Linked DNA regions of Triticum aestivum: region 2 is linked to region 1. A link is a contact called in public Hi-C data. All regions are on one chromosome and are shown on one strand. The core of a region is the stretch at or near the end of the contact, and the rest is flanking DNA. Distances in the headings are between cores, read along the strand shown. Region 1 holds the start of LOC123051742 (phosphatidylinositol 4-phosphate 5-kinase 6). Region 2 holds the start of LOC123051743 (ankyrin repeat domain-containing protein 2A).

Evidence for each region. A called contact is a pair of places that touch in the nucleus more often than the background predicts.
Region 2: a Hi-C map of leaf shows a contact between it and region 1, with 2.9 times the contacts expected there. The contact joins the promoter of LOC123051743 here to the promoter of LOC123051742 in region 1. A contact is called at or near these places in 2 of 5 Hi-C or Micro-C datasets (both in leaf) and 1 of 1 datasets of contacts at active chromatin or transcription factors (leaf).

What each region holds. Positions count from the first base shown.
Region 1 is chr2D:79,775,080-79,780,319 of IWGSC CS RefSeq v2.1, forward strand. LOC123051742 (phosphatidylinositol 4-phosphate 5-kinase 6) reads right to left here and starts at 1,275. Exons shown (of 8, transcript XM_044474709.1): 1 at 1-1,275. The coding sequence starts at 987.
Region 2 is chr2D:80,472,060-80,477,543 of IWGSC CS RefSeq v2.1, forward strand. LOC123051743 (ankyrin repeat domain-containing protein 2A) reads right to left here and starts at 1,909. Exons shown (of 6, transcript XM_044474712.1): 1 at 1,670-1,909; 2 at 1,473-1,560; 3 at 898-962. The coding sequence starts at 1,735.

The sequences.
Region 1 (5,240 bases), core at 25-2,524:
GCAAATCTTGTCGTACTTCCGGTCGCCGCCGGAGCAATTGCTCATCCCGGACACCGAGCTCGCCCGCCCATTGGCCGTCCGGTTGCCCGAGCTGTTGAGCGGCCTCTGCAGCGGCGTGGACTCGGGGGCGCCGGCGGCGGCCATGAAGCCCGGCAATTCCCTCGCGAAGACGTCGCGGGGGTCGCGCGCCGTCGGGGAGGACGCCGCCGGGGACGGGTAGTAGACGCCCTTCTGCTGGACAATGCCGCCGGGGCCGTCTCGCGTCCAGAAGCCGACGTAGACGCTGCCGTCGGCCCATCGGAAGGTGCCCTGGCCGCGCGGGCAGCCGTCCTCCCAGCCGCCGTCGTAGCGGTTGCCGTTGGCCCAGGCGAGCTCGCCGCGGCCGTGGATGAGGCCGGCCCGCCACTCCCCCGTGTACTCGGTCCCGTTGCGCCAGATGTAGCGGCCGGCGCCGTCCTGCAGGCCGGAGCGCCACTCGCCGTCGTACTGGTCGCCGTTGGCGTAGCTCTTCCTGCCGTCGCCGTGCTTGAGGTTCATGGACCAGGCGCCCTTGTAGGTGTCCCCGGCGGCGCCGGTGTAGGTGCCGTCGCCGTCCATGAAGCCGTCCTTGAACTCGCCCTCGTAGGTGGCGCCGGAGGGCCAGGAGAACTTGCCCCGGCCCGTGGCCTTGCCGTGCCGCCACTCCCCCTCGTACATGCACCCGTCCGTCCACAGGTATTTCCCGGCGCCGTCCGGCGCGCCGGCGCGCCACTGGCCCGTGTAGAAGTCCCCGTTGGGGAGGCCGCGCTCGACGTACTCCTCCTGGCTGCTGTGGCGGTGGGGGTCGGCATCGTCGACGCCCGCGGAGGAGGAGGCCGAGGAGGAGGCCGTCTCGGAGTCGTCGGCGGGCAGCATGGGGGCGACCCGGCGCCTGCCCCCGGGCTGCGGATGCTGCTGCACCTTGCGCACCGTCGCCTCCCACGCCCTGGCCAGGGTGTGCTCGTGCATTGGGCGCGCCCGCCTCTCCTGGCCACACCCGTCTCTTCTTTCTCCTCGTCCCGCCGCCGCCGCTCGAGCTCCCTCTCCGAACTTGGCGGTGGATCTAGCTAGCACCGGTGAAGGCCGCGCGCGCGCACGCTCCACGGCGGCATTGCTGGGGGGCGTGAGGCGGGTAATGGCGAGGAGTTAATGGAGACACGCAAGCGAGAGCGAGAGGGGCGAGGGAAAGAAAGAAATGCGCTTTGGGAGGGGGGGCGAGGAGACGGAGGTGGGGGGTGGAAGAAGACAGGGGAGGGGAGGTGGAAGGGGTGTCTGTCTTTCCGCTTTGTTTTCCTCTGTTTTATCTGCCTCTTTTTGATGAAACTTGGTACTCCTCCCATCCGTCCCATGGCCCCCGTGATGGCCTCCGTCCATCCTAAACTGGTTCTAGTTTTGTCTTTTTCATTTTTTTGTCAAAATTGAACAAATTTTACAGAATAAGTTTAGCAACCGGACTTAAAAACAAAGACAAAAAAGTTTAGCAAGGAGACTTGGTTGATTCTTGCGTTTACTAGCAGGGTCGTCTTGTTGGTGGTTATTGTGGTGGTTAGTGCGGGTGCTTGTCTTGTTCCTCTGGCCTGTGTAGCTAGGTTAATGCGTGGGTTCTAGTGCTGTCCCTAATAAGCTAAGCTAAGCTTCAGGTTAGCACAAGGGTGGTAGTAGTACCACTAGCCAACTAATCAATCAGTCCGTGGCTTAATTTAGGGGCTTGTCTGCCCATGAGCCTCCTGTCCTGGTCTTTCTTTCTTTCTCCTAGGTTTCCACTGCACAGGAGGAAGCCATATCCATCAGCAGCAGGAAACCGACGACGTATTCCGATGACGACGTGGACGCACAACAGTGCAACACGAATCAGTTTTACAGAGATTAATCAATTTTCTAAAAAAAAAGAGAATATCAGTTTACTTGACAATTCAACCTCTTTGCAGCCTCCATTTGTGGTGTGTGTGTGGTGGTGCATGGCATGGTGCCTTGTCTCTGTACCTAGCATACCTGCAGGACCAGCCTAGCTGAATAGCTGGTGCATTCAGCTGCTGCTGCTAATTATAGTATATTTAGGATTAGGAGTCGTAACCTCCCTTGTCAATGCCTCATCCGGCAATCTGCAGCCGTACTCCTAACAGCTGATGCTAGCAGCGTGTATGGTCCTAATCCCTTGACTGTTAGGTCTAACCAGTTGGTTCATCGGTCGGTGATGCCATTATTAATTAATCAAACAGCGCTCAGCCAATAACGCCTGGTCTCTAATCTTGGTTGAAACCACATACCCCAGTCTTGCTGCCTAAAAAATAGCCCAATCTTGCTTAAGATCGAGCACTTTGTGTGAAGCTCGGTTTCGGAGAAAAAGACTAAAAAAGAGAGGTGACAGGATCTGATAAAGCGGATCAGCAGGAGATACTGCTACTGGATAGACATGCAGGCCATCTTCTCCTGAGTTGAGAGCGGCAGAGCTGGTCCTGCCCCTGATCCTGCCGGTGGTTGTTCCACTGTCATGCGACGCATGTTGTATTTGTACTCATGTACTCCTGCTTCGGTATTTAAAGATGGAGATGTGTTTTAAGATGGAGCTGACTTTAGGATCATCGCATAGGATGCCAACCCAAATCCTGAGAGTACCGCTCGTACGTCGGAGATCAATGGCTCATCGGTGAGTGAAGCGGCCTGTGGATCTGGTTGCACAAAGCATCAACAAAAACCCTAAAACATGGCCAGTTCACGGATTGATCCAATCCACCTTCCCAAGAAAGCTAGAAGACGAAAACGACCTAATATCTTCTTCATCTCGGTAGTAGATGGCATTTGCCATGGCCTTCTACCGTTCCAACCTGATTTTTCTGAAGAAAATCTGATACTGACAGTATCGTCGAGGCACCAAAAGTGCATCCGCAGACCTAACAAACAATGGCGTTTACCTTGTAGTTTCTCATGTCCTGCACTGCACCGCACCGCCCCGCCCCGGGAATAAAAGATCACATAACCATGGCGTCGTGCGTGCAAGCAAGCGATCCGCCGATCTTGTCTTGATCCATTTCTTAAAGCCGCGTCCTTGCCTGCGATTAGGTGACCCCTGCCCACACAGCTAGCTGTTCTTATTTTCTCCAACACTCATAGCAACGCGACACCACCATTGGTTCCTCTTGGCCGGCCAATGTCTAGAGCCAACTCCACCGCGCGACCCCATCCCGTCCGTTTGGGGTAAAAGGAACAAACGTGGCGGCCCAGCGCGCGACGGCCCGGACCCATCTGGTCCGTCTTGTGTCCGGGTCGACCCATTTCAAGCGTAAATATGCGCTGGTTTTGGGTCGCGGCGGACACCAAACGGACACGTCACTCGTCTGCGTCGCGACCGCGTGGCTGGCGGCCACCTACCTCCCACCACCCAATATCAATGCGCACGGGCGGCCGGCCCCGCCTGTCATCCGCCCGGGCGAACGGTCGCGGTCCTTCTTAAATGAGGAAGCCATGAACCGGTCGTCGTCCACACTGCCCCACTCCACCCCGCGGCCTCCTCGAAACCCGACAACCCAAAGTCCCCAAACTCTAGCCTTGAGCTCGCCGGCCGCCTCGCAGCCATGGGCCTATGGAACTACGGCCGCAAGGGGAAGCACGACCGCGAGGCCGGCTCCTCGTCGGGTCGCCGCCGCGGCTCCGTGAAGAAGGAGGAGCCCGCATCACCACCGCGTCGGGCCCCCGCGCCGCCCGCGTTCTCCATCGCCCCCACGGCCGCCGGCGAGCGCGACCGGCACTACATCGAGGCGGCCGTATGCCGCCGCTATTGGGAGACGAGGACGCCGCTTCCCTCGAGCGATGTCCACCTCCCAAACAACTGGCATTTGTCAGCCGACCGCGTGCCGATCCCGCCGGTCCCATTGAGCGGCCGTGCACGCCGCCAGGAGATCGAGCACCGCCGCCGCCTCCTTCCGGACGACCTATACTACGACGAAAGGTACGCCCCCGACTCGCCCATGTGGGACACCTGGTTCCAGGACGAGCACGACACGCGGCGGGCGTCCTTCTTCGCCGGCACGTCTACGGCGCCGCGGCGGCCACGTCCAGAGCGCCGAGCAGCTGCTCCTCAGGTGCGCGGGTGTGCGGCCTCACGCCCACGCCGTCGCCTTCCCCGTCTCCGTCACCACCTCCACCTCCTCGCATGACAGTGGAGGAGAAGGCCCGTCTCATGGCGCGTGTCATGGAGGACTCCATGCGCACGCACGACGAGCGCCAATGGGAGGGCCTCGAGGAGATGACGGCCCTCTCCACGTCCGGCGACGTCGCCATCCCCGAGCTGGAGATGGTGGTGAAGGAGGAGGTGATGGAGGAGCCGCCGGTGGCCGCGTTCCACCCGGGCCTGGTGGGCTAGGGGTGGACCTGGTCGTGCACGGCAGAGCAGATAGCCGACGCCGTGGGGGGCGTGAACTGGTGCCCCACGCCACCGCGGTCACCGGAGCGGGACGCCTCGCCACGGGAGGAGGTGGTGCAGGCACCGGCCACCTTCCAGCCCGCCGCCCCCGTGCACCACGGACCGCCGGCCCACCTCTGGACGCCGTCGGACTACGTCGACCTCGTCAGCGACGACGACAACACCGGCGGCCACTGAAGATGGCGACGGCCACGGCATCGCCGGGCGCGGCAGGATCGCGGGCGGCGTTTTTTATTTTATTTTTATGTTAATTAGGCACTGGGCCTAAGTGAACCGTGAAACTGGGCCGTTTTGTGGCCATGGCCCCTTAACTTATGTTTTAAATTTTTTTAATTGGTTTATTTATTTTTTAAGTCATTTTATTTTGGTTTTTCTGTTTTTTTATCACGTCCAACACGGACATGATTTGGGTGCGGCCGCGCGCTGGGCGAACCACAACACAACGGGACAGAGGCGGACATGGACGAATCCATTGCCACCCTAAAGGGACAAAATCCGGTCAAACCGGACGTCCGTTTAGAGTCGTGCGGTGCAGTTGGCCTAATCTAATCACATCTGCAATGGCCGTTCCAACGTGCGAGGAGACAGATACTTACTCAAGGGCCCAAAAAATAGTGTTGGACGTATTGTGAGGTCAACTGCGGCATTGTTCTCGCACAGCTGCAGTGCTTGTTCTTGCTCCGTGTCCATCGTTTAGCTGTTCGGATATACTAATCCAGTTCCAGTCCAATCAGCTTGCTTGGTTGGAGGGGCCAGGCCAAAGCAGTTCTCTTCTTGTTGCACATCCGCCCTGTGCGGACAA
Region 2 (5,484 bases), core at 659-3,158, 700 kb after region 1:
CTCACGCTCGGCTTCACCGCCTCCAGGAGCGACAGCTCACTCTTCATCCTCCATCACGACTCGTCCACTGCCTATGCGCTGCTATACATGGATGGCATAATCCTAATGGCGAGCTCCTCTAGCCTACTGCGCTTTGTCAGCGGCTCGCTCCATCCTGAGTTCACCATGACTGACCTCAACGACCTACACCACTTCCTCGGCGTGAACTCCAACGCTTCTATGCCGGTCTATTTTTCTCGCATCATTAGAATGCGCTTGAGATATTGGACCGTGCCGGCATGCTCAACCGTCGACCCATCTCCACCCCCTCGACGCCCGCGCCAAACTCTCCACCACCGACGGCAAGCTTGTCACCGATCCATTGTGTCTCGTTCTAGCGTAGAAGCAGAATACCGCGTCATGGCAAATGTCGTCGCCAAGTCTTGTTGGCTCCATTAGCGTCTCATTGAGCTCCATCGAGCCACCGTTGTGCTCTGCAACAATGTACCTCTCCAGCGGCCCGGTTCAACACCACTAATCATGTGAAGGTCGACCTGCACTTCGTTCGCGAACATGTAGCATTGGCGATGCCAAGGTCCACACGTATCTTCACCAAAGGCTTACCGAGGATCGTCTTCAATGACTTACATCCTCGCAAATCCCGTTTTGACTGCGGCCTGGGGGGGGGGGGGGGAGTCGGCTGCCACGTCTACAGCTCCACGCGAGTGACCGTTTCCGGTGTCACGCACAAAGCCCATGCTCCCGTCTGTATAGCAGATTCTGTTGGTAACAACCTAGCTGCCGTTATGTGCTTCGGCGTGTATATATTTAACACTGAGCTGTGAATACAATCTACGGTGAACTCTACTCTGCAACTCAATAATGTAAACAGACATAAAAGAACAGCAGCCTTCTTACCGCTCCATTCTGAATCAAGTACTCCACCACAGCAAGATGCCCATTGGCAGAAGCCATATGAAGAGCTGACAGTGATGAGGAAATGGTTAGGTACCTCACTATTTAGTCTAGGAGATCAATCTAAAACGAAAGCAGTCTACAAGAATGTTTGGTTGAATTATCAAGTTTGTCACTGAATTTCAAATGAATCTGAAAGATGTCGGTTTTCAGAGAGTTTATATAGTTAAATTACGATATGTAGCTTGCACTTGGTGGCTTAATAAGAAGAACAACATGGAAAAGATATCCTGGTACTCCATTTTTAAGAAACTTGCAAGAGAAATTAAAAGACAATCTATTCATTATACATTGGGCTTCTGTTGATCTACTCTAATTCAAGCCAGAGACATCATAACTTTATAATCAACCCAGATAGTGTATTGATGTGCTCAGAACTTCGTATGGCAGACAGCCTAATATGTATACATGGCAGCTTCATACACCACACAGACATATAATAACATAAGAAAAGTATCTGAACAGAAAACTAAGAGCAACGCAGACAGTCGAACTTGAACAGGGGGAACCAAACCAACCCGTTCGGCCTTGCGAATCTGCGGAGTCGAGGGGGACACCGGCGGAGAAGAGGGCGACGACGTCTTCCAGCTCGTCGTACCTCGCGGCCTGGCAGAGCAGCACAATCAAAGCCCACCGCTCCCGTCAGTAACAGTCCACCCCGATGCGAAAAAACAGAGCATACGAGCAAGGGAAGTAGGGGAGGTTTGGGGCTTACGTCGATGAGATCCTGGGCCTGCTCGGCGGTGGCGGCGGGGGTTGGCTGCGCCGATTCGACGCCCATCGCTGAGCACGCGAGAAAGCTAGGTCAGCTGGGAGGAAAAGGGAGGCTGGAGTCGCGGTGCCGCCGGCTGCCCTTGATGCTGCTGCGGTTTCCCTGCGTACGGCGGCGGCGGCGGGTTTGCCCTGGCAGCCCCTCAGTCCAAGTTGGCGTGTGTGGGCTTCTTCTCGGCTTATGGGCTTTATTTGTCAGCTATAGTCACCAGCAGGCCGTTTCCCTTGCTCGGCCTACTCCTACGTTCCTGTGAAGAGCCTTCCGTCAGTTTAGGGAGCTCCTATTGGACGCTCTTTGCGTCCAACGGCACGCAGACGCGCACAGAGGACCCGCGAATGGGCTGCCATGAATCGTACACACGACTTACGCGTCCTAGGCTACTGCTGTTTTACTGGAAACGAGATTTGTCTAAGCTCATCTCAGCACCACATTTAAAATAATCTTTACACATTTACGAACGTTTCTTGAAAGTTTTGGAAATAAAATTTAATGCCGAATATTGTTTCAAAAATCAAAATAAGTTTTGGAATTCCAAACCATTTTTATTCCGCATTTTTCAAAGAAAAACAAAATTGAAATCCCAAATATATTTATAATATGTGAACAATTTTTTAAAACATTTTTCAAAATTCCAAACGAAATTTGGAAACACTAACATTTTTTGAACTCCGCAAAGATTTTATTATACGCAAGCATCTTTTGAATCTGTGAACAATTTTTAAAAAAATGATAACTTTTTCGCAAAGATGAACAAAATTTAAAAAATTGGAACACATTCTCAAATATGAAAAAATTTAAAGAAAAAAGGAGAACAAAAATTAACATGGACAATTTTTTAACTCCAAACTTTTGAAAACACGAACATGATGAACAAATTTTGGAAAAATAAGAACAAAAATTAAGGTTCCGAACAAATTTCCAGAACAAAAATTAACATTCCGAACAATTTTGAAAAATGATCAATTTTTGAAAACACGAACAAAATTTGGAAAACAATTTTTGAAATTTCTGAATAAATTTTGAATTTATGAACAAAATTTGAAAATGTGAACAAGTTTCGAAATTCTAGTATTTTTTGAATTCTCTATATTTTTGGAATTTTGGAACAAAATTTGAAAACAGGAACATTTTTGGAAATTTGAACAAATTTTTGAAAAATGCTTAAATTTTAAATTTCTGAACACGTTAATAAAAAGAAAAATAAACTTGAAAAAAGAAAAAGAAACCGAAAAAAAGAGAAAGAGAAATGAAAATAAGGAAAAGAAAAAACAATAGAAAACCAAAAGAACCAAAAAAGAAACAACACAAGAAAAAAAACGGTTCATGGGGAAGGTTCCCAAGACCGATTGGATGCACTGTGTATATATGGAAGTGGGCTGGCCCATGTAGGTCGCTCGCGTCGCTGCTCTGTGCGATTGCCCGACAGTTCGCCGCAGAGAGCGACAGATAGGGTTTTCCATCAGTTTATTCGTTTCTTTTTTAGGACGAGTATGAATATGAAACCCTAAAAGATGAATATGGGAACCCAAAGAACAAATATAGGGCTTTAGAGAAAGACTCTTTTTTTGGAGACAAACTTTAGAGAAAGACTCAGAAAAGGAATATGGGAGCCCAAAGAGCAAATATAGGACCCAAGAGGACGAATATGAAACTCTAGAGGAAGACTCGGAAGAGCCCGGTGAAAGTGCAGAGGCAAAATATGGGACTTTAGAGGAAGACTCACACGACGAATATGAGAGCCCAGAGGAAGATTCCATCTTTAAAAAAGATGGTTTGATTGAACATCGAAAACAAAAGAATTTAGTGTAAAATACTAAAAATAAACTTTCTAGATTTTTGGCCTAATTTTTCCTTTTTATTTTTCATATTTTTTGTTTCCCATTTTTCTTTTTTCAAATGCATGAACTTTTCTCAAATTCGCAAACTTTTTCTAGATTCGTGACTTTTTTCCAATTGCAAAATCTTTTTCAATTTTCTGAAATTTTTTCTTAAGAACATTTTTCGTGATTTTTTCAAATTTATAATTATTTTAAAACGATATGTACTCTTTTCAAGTTCATCTGTTTGTTTTTTCACCTTTCACGGTCAATTGTCAATGGCAATGCCCTAAAATGTGTGGTCAAATGCGCTCATGGGCCGTCGCCCATATAGCACACAAGTGAGCACCACAAGCCTAACAACAAGTACAATATCTTAGGCAGTCTATAAGAGTTTAAATACCATATACCTTTGTTTTGAGAAGATGAGAGAGAAGGAACCCCTCCAAAAAATGAGAGAGAAGGGAAGTGAGTTGTAGGTTAAGGGTGTGTTCTAAAGTCCTCCCACTCCACGCTTCACAAACTTCTCGTGCGGAGCTGAGCCGAACGGAATAGCTGCCAAAAGCTAGCTTCAGGAAGTTACGATGGATCCTAGTGCAAAAATCAAGAGCGAGGTCGGGCCAGCTTCACAAAAAAGAGAATCAGGGTTCACCCATATTACAGCCAAAGTGCCACCGCCAAACAAAACGTTTCATCCAGCAACGCAAAAGAAAACGATTCATCCCCTCGAGAGCCAACTGTCGCTACGAACATGTACCACGTCTCCCCTCGGCAGCCATCTAGGCTCGTTCCAACCGGCCCAGTATGATCGTAGACAACCCAACAATTGCTGCTAGCCCAAGATGACGATGTAGAAGCTGATTTAACTCCTGAACGAAAGGAAATGCTGCATGGAGCGAGAAGCCACGAAAAGAAGCTGGATTTGTGGAGTTTTGAGCAATTGGAGGACTTCCGAGAAGGCCATAAGAGCCATCTATAGCACAAGCTCCAAGACACTTTATAAGGTTGTAAGATGGGCCGGTGATTATTAAAATAATACATATTTATAATTTACTACTACTATACGTGACTAGGTTAGTTACAAATAATGTGGCAACTTCCTATAGTCGATTGATGGATGTATTATTAACCTTGCTGCGCTATAAGTGCCAATTAGGAGATCTCGTTTCCTTGACGGAAAACTATACCTTGCTTATTGTGAAACATCCGTCTATCTCACCTTAGGCCTCTTCCAATGCTTTGGTGCTAAGGTAGGGTGCTAAATGCATTAAAAAGCTTAGCAACTACTCTCCCCAATGCATTGGTGCTTAACTTTTGTAGCTAAACCTCCCTCATTTAATGTTTTAACACCAAAACACCTTCATGCATTGGTTGATAGTCATTTTGCATAGGTCCACGCGCTTAGAATCGTTTCCTCCTGGGGTCACCATAATGCTCTCTCCCCTCTTAATTGCTCGGCCACATCACTTTTTTGCCTATGTGGCACTCTTAGCACCGGTACACCTTGGAGCACTGGGAAGGGCCTTAGAGGAAACAATAAATAAAGTAATAAGTGCGTCAGTGAGTGGTTTCGGGAGCTTTCAAGACCGGCTTGTTGAACCTTCTATCGGTTCTGAGAAAGCTTCACGTGCTTTTCTTTATTTTATACATGTTGAATATCTGGTTTTGCATGTATATTGTATATCCTGGCCCACCTCCTAGTCTTTGTATAGTAGAGGTTGAGGCCCACATTGTACACCATATATACGTGCAAATGCACCCGACCAATACTACCGTGAGTTGCATTGCCAAACCTATCTCTCTACATGCGTAAGGGCATATTTCTCCCTGAGTGGTTTTGGTGATTGATGACAATGCATTTGCGGACTAATCGTGTGCATTGAGCATTTCAGATATCTCATGTCTAGGCACAAGACGATTCGGTGCCCCTCGGAGCCTATC